Regions from separate parts of the Gossypium hirsutum genome. Here regions 1 and 3 are each linked to region 2. Evidence: chromatin contacts called from public Hi-C data. All regions are on one chromosome and are shown on one strand. Each heading gives the region's core, a stretch centred on a gene start, on an enhancer-like site or on the middle of the called end of the contact. The rest is flanking DNA. Distances are from core to core; before and after follow the strand shown. Region 1 holds the start of LOC107910529 (DNA-directed RNA polymerase III subunit RPC6). Region 2 holds the start of LOC107910521. Region 3 holds the start of LOC107910525 (rRNA-processing protein fcf2).

Region 1 (3,773 bases), core at 577-3,076, 180 kb before region 2:
TCCTCCAACACTGCTCTTTCAAAACATTAATGTACTCCTTGTCGAGGCTACCTTCAACATACCATGCCCCACCAGTTATTTCATTGGAAGGCTCAACCTCCGCGGACATATAATGCTTCTGTCTCCGGCTGTGGATGTTTTTCACTTCTTTTATGAGATTCTTAGATACCAGTGACTTAATACATTTGGCGATTAGGTTGCTGTGAAGATTAATTTCACGTTTCATGTCTTGTTGCGATATTCCCATGTCTTGCTTGCTTCGGATTACTTCATGAACAATTCGTTCTTGTTCTGTTACAGAATCAGAAACCGTATCCGGGCGTTTCCTTTTTGCATTCATTCTAACATATAAAAAATAAAATAAGAAATTAATTGAATATTAAATTATCAGAAAATATATATATACAAATTTTGTATAAATTTCTTATTGTTTTCACAGTAGCAGCATTGTCCGCCACTGCTAAAGACCTCAGTAGCACATCAATAGTGGCAGATCCTGGCTGCGAATAGCAGCGTAATGGATCAGTAACGGTTCACTATTTCTGCTAAACTGACGTCTTTAAAAAAACATTCACTTTCTCAACAAAGTAAACAGAGAGAAAGAAATGAGATGAGACAGAGTAACAGGCAGTATGATCAAAAAGGGAAAAAAGAATCAAATATAACAGAGTGATGCACTAGAAGCACGGACACACAAAACGGGTATGGCAGGACACGGCAATAAAAAATATTTTTTATATACTTTTATTTATTATACTAAAAAAAGGTAGGGTTATATAAAGCTTCATTTTCAATTTCAAAATGAAATTTGATGAACTTTTAAGTATGGTGACTTTGATTAATTGGGTGGGGATTTTTCAAATGAGACAGGCTAGGCCAAATGGCTAATAATGCAAGTGATCCTTAAGGTAACATTCAATATAACAAGAACTTTAATGCTCATTATTCGAGTACTAGCAACTCTGTTATATAGTTAAAACAAAAATTAGGACAGAACACCATTAAGATCCAAAAACGAACTGTGAGGAGAAAAAATAGAAAAACACAGCAAAAACAAGAATCTAAACCTATAGAAAATTCCAAGCACCAAAATTACAGTTTATCATTCCCCTTTCTATCTCCTTTTTCTTACAGTGCTTAATGCAAGAGAGACAAATTCGAGTTTTAATATTAACATCGCGTCCATTGTAACGTAAGCTTCGATTGTACCGAAAAAGAACACAGAGAAAACACATTTAGGTACAACTAATCCATGGAAATCATTGACCTATAATCTATATATTCATACTCAGATCATGTCAAGAAGCACTGAGCGTTGAATTTTAAATCAGACTTTTGGCCCTGTTTGTATCTTCCCACAGCTTTATTGAACTGCAACAATGTACTCGTATGTATGCAGCGCCGTCAACGACAACAGCTAAAAGGTTATCTGATTACACGAATTTGCAGTTCAAGAAAGCTGTGGAAGAATACGAATGGGTTATCGTATTCCGGCGTATCCGTGGCCTGTCGGACACCCGTACGACACCGGTACGAAGGCGGAATAGCCATGTCGTTGCTTCATGGTGATGCATAAAACTCAAAAAAAAGAAATCTCCAATGATTTTATATAGAAATCTAATTCCTAACTTAAGTTTAGGGTTTCTAAACTTACATGAATTAATTTCGCCGGAAACTTGAAAGGCAAGAGAGGGGTTAGGAGGCAGTGACAGAGTGGTGGTGAGAGAGGTTTGTTTGGAGGCGGGGAACGTGTGAAGTGAAGACGGAATAGAGATGGGAGTTTTACGGGAAACTATAATAAGGCTCTGTTAGGGAGGATTTTTTTCCTTATATTTGAAAAAAAGGGTAAACTATACATATAGTCACCTAACTATTAAAATTTTCATTTTAGGTTCCAAAAAGTTTTACAATTTAAGCACCCACGTTACATAGTTTGGTCATTTTGGTTCACGAGAAATTAATGTGGCAGTGAAAAAAATGATATAACAATAAATTTAACCCTAAACTTTGACATATATTAATTTGATCATAATTTTAAAAAATTAACCCTCAACCACATTTCTAACGTTGCTTCTTTTATTTTATTTTATTTATGTTATACTCAGGTGATTTTGTTAATACGAAAAATATTTTCTTTTAGAATATCAAATATCTTCTTAATCACATTTTTAGGCTTTAATGTAATTAAAGAATTTGCAAGTCAAATATTTTTTTATAAATAAGTATATTATTTTTTATAATATATAGCATAGATATGCAATCTCTATACTTCTTTTTCATAATTTTTTTATAGTAAGCATATTATAACACTTTAATCTAAAATGTAAATTCTTTTTTTATAATATACTTTTTGATCATAAAAATTTTCTAGATTTTAAATAATATAATTTGTGGTTATAATTTTATAAAATGCACATAATTTTTTATAATATAATTTTTTAAGATTTATAATATAAATTTAGAATTTTTCGTCATAATCATCTCAAATAGTTATACGTGTTTATGCTTATAATATAATTTTTATAATTTAAATTTATATAAAAAATAATTTCTGAAATTTAAATAATTTATGAGTGTTTGGAAAGTCATAACGTGAAACCCACCAATTCTTGGGAAATATAATTGGAAAATAATTACTTCAAATTTCACCTTCCCTCCTAAGAATTGGAAAATATAATTGGGATGCTCCAATTATACTCAATTAAGTAAAACACCCACCAATTTTTGTGTAATTACAAACAATTACAACACCTTAAAATAAAGATTGAGAAAGATGGCCCTGTAATTTTTGTTCTAACTTAGATAATACGTATGTGAACGAATGTTGCTTCATAAAACATTTTGATCAGTTAAGTTCAAGTAAGATCTGGAATAAGGGGGGAAAAAATAAAAATAAAAAAGTAGAAAAAATTTTGAATGAAAAACCTTAGAAGATTATAGTAAACAATAAAATATTAAAAAAATAAAAATACCTTAAATTTGCAAAGAAGTGCAAGTAGAAATCTAAAAGAAAAAATATTAGAATTAAAAATAAAAAGTAAGATATTTCTCTTAATGTGGCTTTCACGTTAAAATCATATTATCTCTTATAATTTAATATTTATAATTATTATCTCTTAAAATTTTCAAAATTACTTTTAATTTTTTTAAAAAAAAAGAAAATGAGCTTTTTGAAACATGAATAAAAATTAAATAAAAACACAAATGCCCAACTCGCTGGCAAATTTTAATGTACGTATATCTTATTATATTATATATTAATTTATATTCCCGTGCAAATATACCGGTGGCTGAAGGGTCAATGTTTGATCTCTCCTTTTTGAAGTTCGGTACTTTTGTGCCTTTTGCTGGGAAAGCCTAGGATTGCAGTTTCACAGATACAATCGAGTTACCGGATCTTCTTCTCCATTTCTCTTTCTGCATTGGGCTCTGAGCTTGGAAGAACTGGAGCTGTCACCTTCGGGGTCGCTGGCTGGCGTTCTAAAAGACTGGATACTGATTGCCCTTTCCTCTGTTGTTTTTTCGGAGTCTACCATAACTGGGCTCAATATTTGTCATTCACAAATGATCACAGCGAGGTCACAAATGCTCAGCAAGTTGGTAGCTGAGCACTAGTTTTATGATAAGCTCCAGTTCTGGTTCTAGGCTAACCCAGTCCAGATACCTATTTTTGGTTGAGATGAGCTTGGCCACAAAATTCATACATGTATATTCTAGAAAGTTAGAATAAAATATATCCCCCAAGGACATTTGAAAATTATAAGGAATTCACT
Region 2 (3,900 bases), core at 17-2,516:
TTGACATATGGTTCCCATGAACAGAAAGGCTAAATACCAACAAACGAAAACAAACACTTTACTGAGATTGTTGGAATCACCAATGATCAATTAGGCATACCATGAGTGCTTTGTTGACGCTGCAACTTGGGGATTGAAATGGATACATTAGCAGCAGAAACTGAATACGACCCATTGTTTCCCTTATCGGGAATAGGAGATGGAAGGGATAAAGAGTTTGCTTTGGCGTCAGCAGCAGCAGCAATGGCAGCATCAGGTTTAGATTTGGGAATGCCTACGAGGGACGACTTATGTCTATCATTATCCTTCCGGGCCAACAAGGCGAGTCTCTCGAGAGCCTCTTTGGCTCTCTTCTTTGCCAAAGTAGCCTCTTTGACCCTCCGCTCAGCCTCCACTTTCGCAACAGCGGCAGCTTTGGTCATAGAGGCGGCAGCAATCTTAGCAGCAGCTAGAAGTGCCTTAGCCGCTTCCTTGTCAATAACCCTCGTGTTCGTCGTCTTGTTGTTGTCGTCGTCGCCGTCGAGGGTAGATCCGGGAGGATGATCGGGCGTTGACTTGGGTTTCTTAGTGGGGGTGAGATTGAAGAAAGAGAAATTAGGGTTGGAGCAAGGGGGACAGGTAAAGGAGGAAGGCGAGAGGGAAGAGGAGGAGCAAGAAAGGTGAGAAATGGAAGGGCATTTGAGGCAGATGAGGCGCTGGTGAGGGGGAGGGGACTCGTTGAAAACTTCGAGGCAAATGGGGCAGAAGAGGCCCTGGTGGTTCTTGAGGACGCAGTTGGTGCAGAGACGTCGATAGCTGGCTCTGTGGCGGAGGTTGTGGAGTAGGAAACGCTCAGGGGCGCCGCAGCCCCCGCATTCGGACAGCTGATCCCGCTTCATGCCCGGAAGGCAAAATGAAAAATCCCAAATGTGGGGGATAATATCCAACACTAAGTAAGTTCCTTGACAAGGCTAGGATGTAGGAAGAGGGAAAGTGAAGGGGTTTTGAGTGTGGGTGGTCAAAAGACTCAAAGCAGATTAGTGATTTTCATTTGGTTGTCTGCCTGTCTGTCTGTCTGTCTGTCTGTCGGAAAAGACCCAACTTAATTGTGTTGTTACAGTACACACTACAGTACATCATACAGAGAGGAAGAGGGGGGAGATTGGAAATTAGAGAGAGAGATGCTGCAATTGGGTACTTGGTTTGATTTTGCTTAAAGTGACTAGGATAATAATGTCTGTCTTCAGAATTTGGTAATGGAAAGAAATGCCCAATATGGGATAGAGGCCCATTAGCCTAAACAACTATAATACAATGCTTATCTACGGCCTTTTCATCAGGCATGTAAATAAGACCGGGTATGAGTTGCAGATGGATTCAGCTGTGAATGAACATACGGTTATTTATTAAATGAATAAGTTTCAACAGTCTATTTATGTTCACCAACTTGTTTATTTATAAACTCGCTTATTTGAAGATAATATTTCCTATGGAAAATACTTAAATAGCATTTTCCCTTTATTTTTACATTTATATTTAGTTAGACTAAACATATCAAACATCAAATAATAAACTGAGTTAAGAACATAATATTAAAATTTTAAACAAACACGAATAACTTCAAAAATAAACAAACAAATACATCAAAACTTTGTTCATTTGAACTCGTCTCATTTATTGATAGTATTTCATACTCCTTGAAAGTTTTCATAGCATGTAATGTTAGCCTAAATGAGTTCAAAATCTTGCATTACTATTTAATTCAAGTTTAACATCCATTTAAAAGTATAAAAAAGATGTTATCAACAGTTATTATATCTAATGTCCTATAAGTTTGTACTCGCAAAAGCAAAATTTCAGGTTTCCTTTCATTTATTTAAAATAACTCCATTCCTGTTACAGAAAAATCAATGCTCAATTTGCTTCAAAAATTCATACATCAACCTTCAACTCTATAACCATTATCTCATATTACATTCCTTCCTAAAACCAAATAACTAGGACACAAACCAACTTCTTACTATTCCGCAAGTTAACTGGTCCGGAAATTAATCTGCCATCCCACAACCAACTCAAACTCCGCCCCACGTCAATCAGCTACCATAAACGGATCTACCTCTCCAAGATCAGCAACCAGAGGCCCTATATTTGTTTCATCCTCATCTTCTGCTGCAAAATAAGTCGGGAACGGAAGCATTGAAACATCGGGTTTCTTGTAAACAGAATCCTTTATGAAGACAAAGTTCCCTTTAGCACCTGGGACCTGTAAACAATAACCAAATCCCTAAACAATACTGCCGATAAAAAGCTATACAAATACAACAGATTAGATGGTTAAGAACTTCGGATGCAATGTAATTTGTTCCCATCCTTTGAAGGGGGTTAGTCCCTTATTTTTATGACAAACATCGGATTTGGAAGCTTGCAACTGTTGTGCAAAGGCTATAGCCTCCTGATTTTTTCCATTCAAAATGCTTAAGCACTTAAAATAAGAAAACCATACCTGACCCCTCACCCACATCAAATTCCTTGCAGGATCTATCTTGTATACCCACACATTTTTAACTGTTCTTGTCTTCGCACCCATGTGCCCAGGCATCTTTTTCCCTTTAAATACCTACATAACAATAATTGATTGTCAATTATGACTCAAGGGCATTCCTTATGGTAAAGACTGATGAACAAATGAATACAAGAGTTGTAATGAAGATTAGGTTGACAATGCATCAATGCCTTGACCTGGCTCCATGCAAAAGTACAGTAAAACCACAACATCAATGACTTGATAATTAGAACTGAGTAGTAATCAACTACAGAGTTTGTAAAACTATTTTTCCCCTCAATTAATTACATCAGTCAAAAACATCAGCAAAAAGTCTACACAAAAATAACTATGCAGAATAAAATCACATTATTGAATTGAATCAATCATATCAACAAGGGTAAGAAAAGAATCCTGCACGGAAAGCTGTAATAGGCCTAATGATTTTGTTTCCAACAATGAAGTTATTAGTTCAGATAAACATAACTGCTTCAGTGTTTTTGAGAAATATAATTGAAAAGCCTGCTCAAATAGTAAGAGGTGTAGGGGAAAAACAAATATTGTTACAAGAATGAACCAATCAAATGAACATGACTGGATGAAGTGTCCACAAGGAAGCTTCACAAATAAAGAAGCTTAAGCTATATGGGAAAGAAGTAATTACTTATCCAACTATCTTGGGATTTATTCTTATCATGCTTAAACACCTAAAAATATGCTCTACTAGCAATTTCTATGATGAACAAGAATGTCAGCTAGAATTGAAGATATTTGTCTCACTAAAGCTTAAGAAGTTATCATCTTGAATGGAAATAATATGCAAAAAAGTATCCACAAGCACATCTACCAGTTAGAATATTTCCATTAAAAAGAGGACATGTATAAATAGAAAAACAGCATATAATTGAATATCTACGAGATAAAAACTATCTCATCATACGACCACATCAATGCAATAAAGTATAAACAAGGCAAAATAATAAACTTCTAAAGTAGAAAGAATTCAGATGCCTCCAAGAAGGCGTCTTAACAGTATTGGGACTTTTACCCTGGAGGCTCAAGTACAGTGCTAGTGCCTATTTTGTATCCCAAGGCCTAGCTATATATATATTAAAAAGGAAAAAAAGAAGCAGATTACATCAAGTATTCCAGAATATCCTTAAGGCATTGCAAACCAAACTAGCTATACAAACCTTTCCAGGAGCATCCCTCTGACCAGTAGAACCAGGACTCCGATGCGATAATGATGCACCATGAGATGCCGGCATTCCTTTAAATCCCCACCTTTTCATTGCACCCTGGGAAAGTAAAAGAAACATAAGACATTCGATTGTTCAAGTCCGAAACAAATACTAACTCCATCATGCAGAAGGATTGGA
Region 3 (4,299 bases), core at 693-3,192, 150 kb before region 2:
GTAGTAGTCTGTCACAGATTCTACCACAGTTCCCACCTGCTTGATTGCCAAAGATTAAATATTGCAGATAAACCAATTAGGATGCACATAAAATAGAAGGACAATAAAAACAACACAAAGTCTCATCATGTCCTCGTGTATTGCTTTGCATTATACTAAAGTAGTAAACTTGCCTGGAAATACTTCGGCAGTGCATTGGATTTTGATTCCTTTTTATAGTGTCTCTTGGGATCAATGGCTCCCCTCAACTGTATCACAAACACACACAAGTAGCCAATGCCAAGAATTAGGCCCATTGGAAACCATGAACATTTAATATCCTAAAACAATAAACCCCTAGAATAAAAAATCTAGTCAAGTAAAATTCAAACTAAAAATCAAGGCAATTATCTTGGTAGGGTCATTAGTTTTGAACATGAACTGAAGATATGGCAATCAACCATCGGGTATAAAACAACATGATCCACTTTTGTCAAGGTGTGCAACTAGGCGCACCTGCGCCTTAGCATTATGCAACAAAAGTGCCTCAAACCCATTCAGGTGAGGCATATTTGACTAGGTGCACATTTTTGTAAGGCAATAGGCATAGAAAAGATCCATATGATTGAAGTTCTCTTTAATTTCTTTTATTTTTCACTTTTTTCGTTTGATAAACCTTTAATTAGAAAAGGAATAATATCAAACCCTATACTTCTCAATATTTGAGCATTCAACAATAAAAATTGGCCATGAGGAAATCATGCACATTGGACAACAAAAAATGTTCAAATTTTTGTAAATAAACTAGACCATACTTTAGATTTCACTATATATCTTAAGCTATATACACACATGCAAAAACTCACACACATATAGAGCTTCACTTCACTTGGGTTAGCACTTGTTTTGCGCCTTGCACCTAAGGTAACATAAGGGTTTTAGTGCCTAAAGTGTGCCTTGCGCCCTAGACAAGGCTCAACATCAAAAAAGCGAATGCTGCAAAAGATAAAATTTACAAAGATACATAAACAAATGGGAATGCAAAAGAGCACCTTGAGTAATTGAAGATCTTTCTTCAACTCTGGGGTGAGAGTTGGCGCAGGCATATCAAACCTGTTGAAGTAAGAATTGGGAGTTATATGTGGGCGGGTAAAAAAAAAAGGCAAAAAAAGGGGGAAATATGACGAATACCAGGCGGTGCCAGCAGTGTCTTTGACTTGCTTTCTGAGCAACTTGTTAACCTTAGAAGCATCATTAGGCGGTAGAAAAAGGCCATCGATGAGTTGTTGATTGGGTTTCCAGAGGGAAGTGCTTTGGGGCTCATTCCGGGATCTAGAAACAGACCCAGAACCAGACATAGAGGTGGTTTTAGATTGGAAAGGCAATGCAGGGAGCTTGGGCTCCCATCTCAGACCAATCACCGCCTTACTTTCTGGCATGTGTATCCTGTCGCTCAAGTTGAAAGTATGAAATTTGAGGAAATAAAGCAATGTTCCAAGCAAGATTTCAAAATAGAGGTGGCGAAGCTAGCGGCACTGTTCGCCACCGCCAAAGACATCAATAGCGGTGCAAATCAATTTACATCAATAGCAGCGGATCCCGGCCGCAAATAACAGTCTAACAGACAATAAGGGGATAACTGTTCGCTACTTCAGCTGAACCGATAGGTTTATAAAAAATTCGATAAAAAAGAGTAACAAGCAATAGGATCGAAAACAGGAAACCAAATATAGGAGAGTGTAAATAGAAATCAACCTTCAAGTTTAGGGTTTCAAAAAATTACCTTATTTAATTTCGAGGTCAGTCGGAAATTTGAAGGCAAGAGAGGGTTTACGATGCTGTGACAGAGTGGTGGCGAGAGGTTTGTTTGGCGGCGGGGGATGTGTGAAGAGGGTTGGACAGGGTCGGAAAATTTTAATGAGATCTTTTATATTGTAATAGTCAATAGACAGTTAGTTCGTCAAATAATAAGGGTAAATTATGTGTGATTTAAATTTATGTTTTTGGTGGTTGAATTTCAAAATGAATAATATTATTAATTTGTTATATTTTGGTCATTAACGGTGTAGTGATTAAAATGTCAATAATCGATAATGATAATAACCTAATTATAATTTTTTTTAAGTTTCATGAACAAAACGTAATTTAAAATATTCAGAAGTGATTCAATTCATAGTTTACCCTAATACTAAGTTTAGGCTCGACTCTGGGGTCGTTTGGAAGTGTGGCCGTCCAGGGCGTAAGGTTAAAAGAAGTTCAAAATATTGTTTTCTAGTTTTTAAGGGCTCAAAAATTTTTAACTTTTAAAAGTCAATTTTTTTTGCCAAATTTTAAGGGGTCAAAATTTTTTTACCACATTTTAAGGGACCTAAAATTTTTTTTCTCCAACTTTTAAGAATCTAAAACCTCATTTTGTTAGCCCAAAAAATGTCAAGAACAAGACTGAATAAATGGCCAAAATGTCAAGAATTGATAATCCTAGTGACCATATCATAACATTTTTAAAGTTTGATGAACAAAATGTAATTTAAACCATACATAAGTGATTCAATTTATAGTTTACCCTAATAATAATAAGTTAAATTTATACTAATAAACTTTGTTACGAGGTACAAGGAATCAATTAAGGCTATCTTCGATAACATGAAAAAAATAAGTATTAAAAAATAAGTTATAAAATTTATTTGATATATTACTTAAAATTAAATATAATTAGATTGTTTAATATAAAATAATATGATCTTAAATGAAATAAAATAAAATAAAAATATAATCGAATTTATTCTCTCTTAAGAGAGAAATATTTACTTATAATTTTTTATTCTTTTTGTAGAAAAATAATAACCTAGTAGTCTTCATGATGGGTTGTCAAACACATTTAAAAAAATTAAATTGTTGAAAAATATTAATGTTTAGTTGATTGATTTTTTTTTTACATTTTATCATGGTCTCAATTGAAAAGGATTTAAAAAATTGAAAGAAAACTTCAACTTTTTTAAATGAATTTTATTATAAGAATGTTTATGTTTGTCAATAATTTTATAACTTTTTTTTAAATAATTGAAATTATAGTTTTAATATAAATCTCAAAATAGATGATTGGTTAAGTTAAATATTTAAATTTCTCTGTATAATTCCATCCTTAGTGTTGAGTTTTTTTTTTAGTTTTTTATATAATTTTGTCTTTACTCATGACGTATAATTTAGTTTATATAATTTAGATATAATTACTATGAACCTAAAATCATTTTTAATAAATAATAAATATTTAATCTAATCAAATTAAATCATTCCATTTTAATTATTAACAAATTAAATCACTAACAAAAACACCATTAAATTATTTTTAACAAAAAAAATTAATATTCTTACTTAACATATTTTTAGCATATGAGCACATTAATAACTAGTTGGCATTTTAGATAATTTTCTAAACAAAATTATTAGGAAAATTAGTTTTTCAAATGTGGCAGGGCGCAAGGTAATTATCTTGAAAAGTGTAATCCTTTTAGGAAGTGTAAGTATTTAGACTTTGAAAAAAAATTTAAGGACATTTTAGGAGTTCAATAGTTTGAAAACATTTGAAACTTGAGATAAATGTTAATTTAATGAATATAGTTTAAGGCAGGACATGCTCTATAGTTGGCATAATTGATGTGAGAGCTGATTGTTATTGGATGATGGGCCACGTGTCACTCTCATATTAGCTTTTTAGGGAGTGTAAGTATTTAGACTTAGAAAAAAAAATTAAGGACATTTTAGGAGTTCAATGGTTTGAAAACATTTGAAACTTGAGATAAATGTTAATTTGATGGAAATATAGTTTAAGCCGGGACATGCTCTATAGTTGGCGTAATTGATGTGAGAGCTGATTGTTATTGGATGATGGGCCACGTGTCACTCTCGTATTAGCTTGAGGAGCAGCTTACTTGGGAACACATTGCCATGTTTTTTGAGCACGTTTTGCTCCTTAAACTTTTATAAAAAGGGGTTATTAATGTTGAATTTCCTGATGCGTTGTAAACTAACTAAAAACTTGACTAAGGTAAGTGCACCTATCAATTAATAATATAATTACGGTAAACAAAGATATCGTTCCCACGAAGACTAAATGTACTAGTAATTACCGTCTTTCAATTATTTAACCGATACACTCGAGTGATTGATTAAAAATTAAAATTAACAAAATTAATTAACTACGAACACAACAAAGAACAATTTAGGAAATTAAACGATTAACAACCAAGAAGTGAAACAATACCTAGGAAAGAATTCACCTAGACTTCATCTGTGTAACAGTCCGATTTTGACCCTAATCGA

Evidence for each region. Hi-C and Micro-C count contacts between places; a contact is called where the count stands out from the background.
Region 1: a contact with region 2 is called in a Hi-C map of leaf, with 3 times the contacts expected there. The contact joins the promoter of LOC107910529 here to the promoter of LOC107910521 in region 2. A contact is called at or near these places in 11 of 34 Hi-C or Micro-C datasets (callus, hypocotyl, leaf and 1 more).
Region 3: a contact with region 2 is called in a Hi-C map of leaf, with 1.7 times the contacts expected there. The contact joins the promoter of LOC107910525 here to the promoter of LOC107910521 in region 2. A contact is called at or near these places in 5 of 34 Hi-C or Micro-C datasets (anther and leaf).

Annotation. Positions count from the first base shown.
Region 1 is chrD02:8,774,726-8,778,498 of Gossypium_hirsutum_v2.1, forward strand. LOC107910529 (DNA-directed RNA polymerase III subunit RPC6) reads right to left here and starts at 1,827. Exons shown (of 2, transcript XM_016838384.2): 1 at 1,655-1,827; 2 at 1-341. The coding sequence starts at 340. LOC107910526 (novel plant SNARE 13) reads right to left here. Exons shown (of 10, transcript XM_016838379.2): 10 at 3,722-3,773.
Region 2 is chrD02:8,952,415-8,956,314 of Gossypium_hirsutum_v2.1, forward strand. LOC107910521 reads right to left here and starts at 1,267. Exons shown (of 1, transcript XM_016838375.2): 1 at 1-1,267. The coding sequence starts at 878. The coding sequence ends at 87. LOC107910520 (50S ribosomal protein L3-2, mitochondrial) reads right to left here. Exons shown (of 5, transcript XM_041088248.1): 3 at 3,715-3,819; 4 at 2,483-2,596; 5 at 1,827-2,242. The coding sequence ends at 2,069.
Region 3 is chrD02:8,800,333-8,804,631 of Gossypium_hirsutum_v2.1, forward strand. LOC107910525 (rRNA-processing protein fcf2) reads right to left here and starts at 1,943. Exons shown (of 6, transcript XM_016838378.2): 1 at 1,763-1,943; 2 at 1,171-1,425; 3 at 1,032-1,092; 4 at 174-248; 5 at 1-36. The coding sequence starts at 1,418.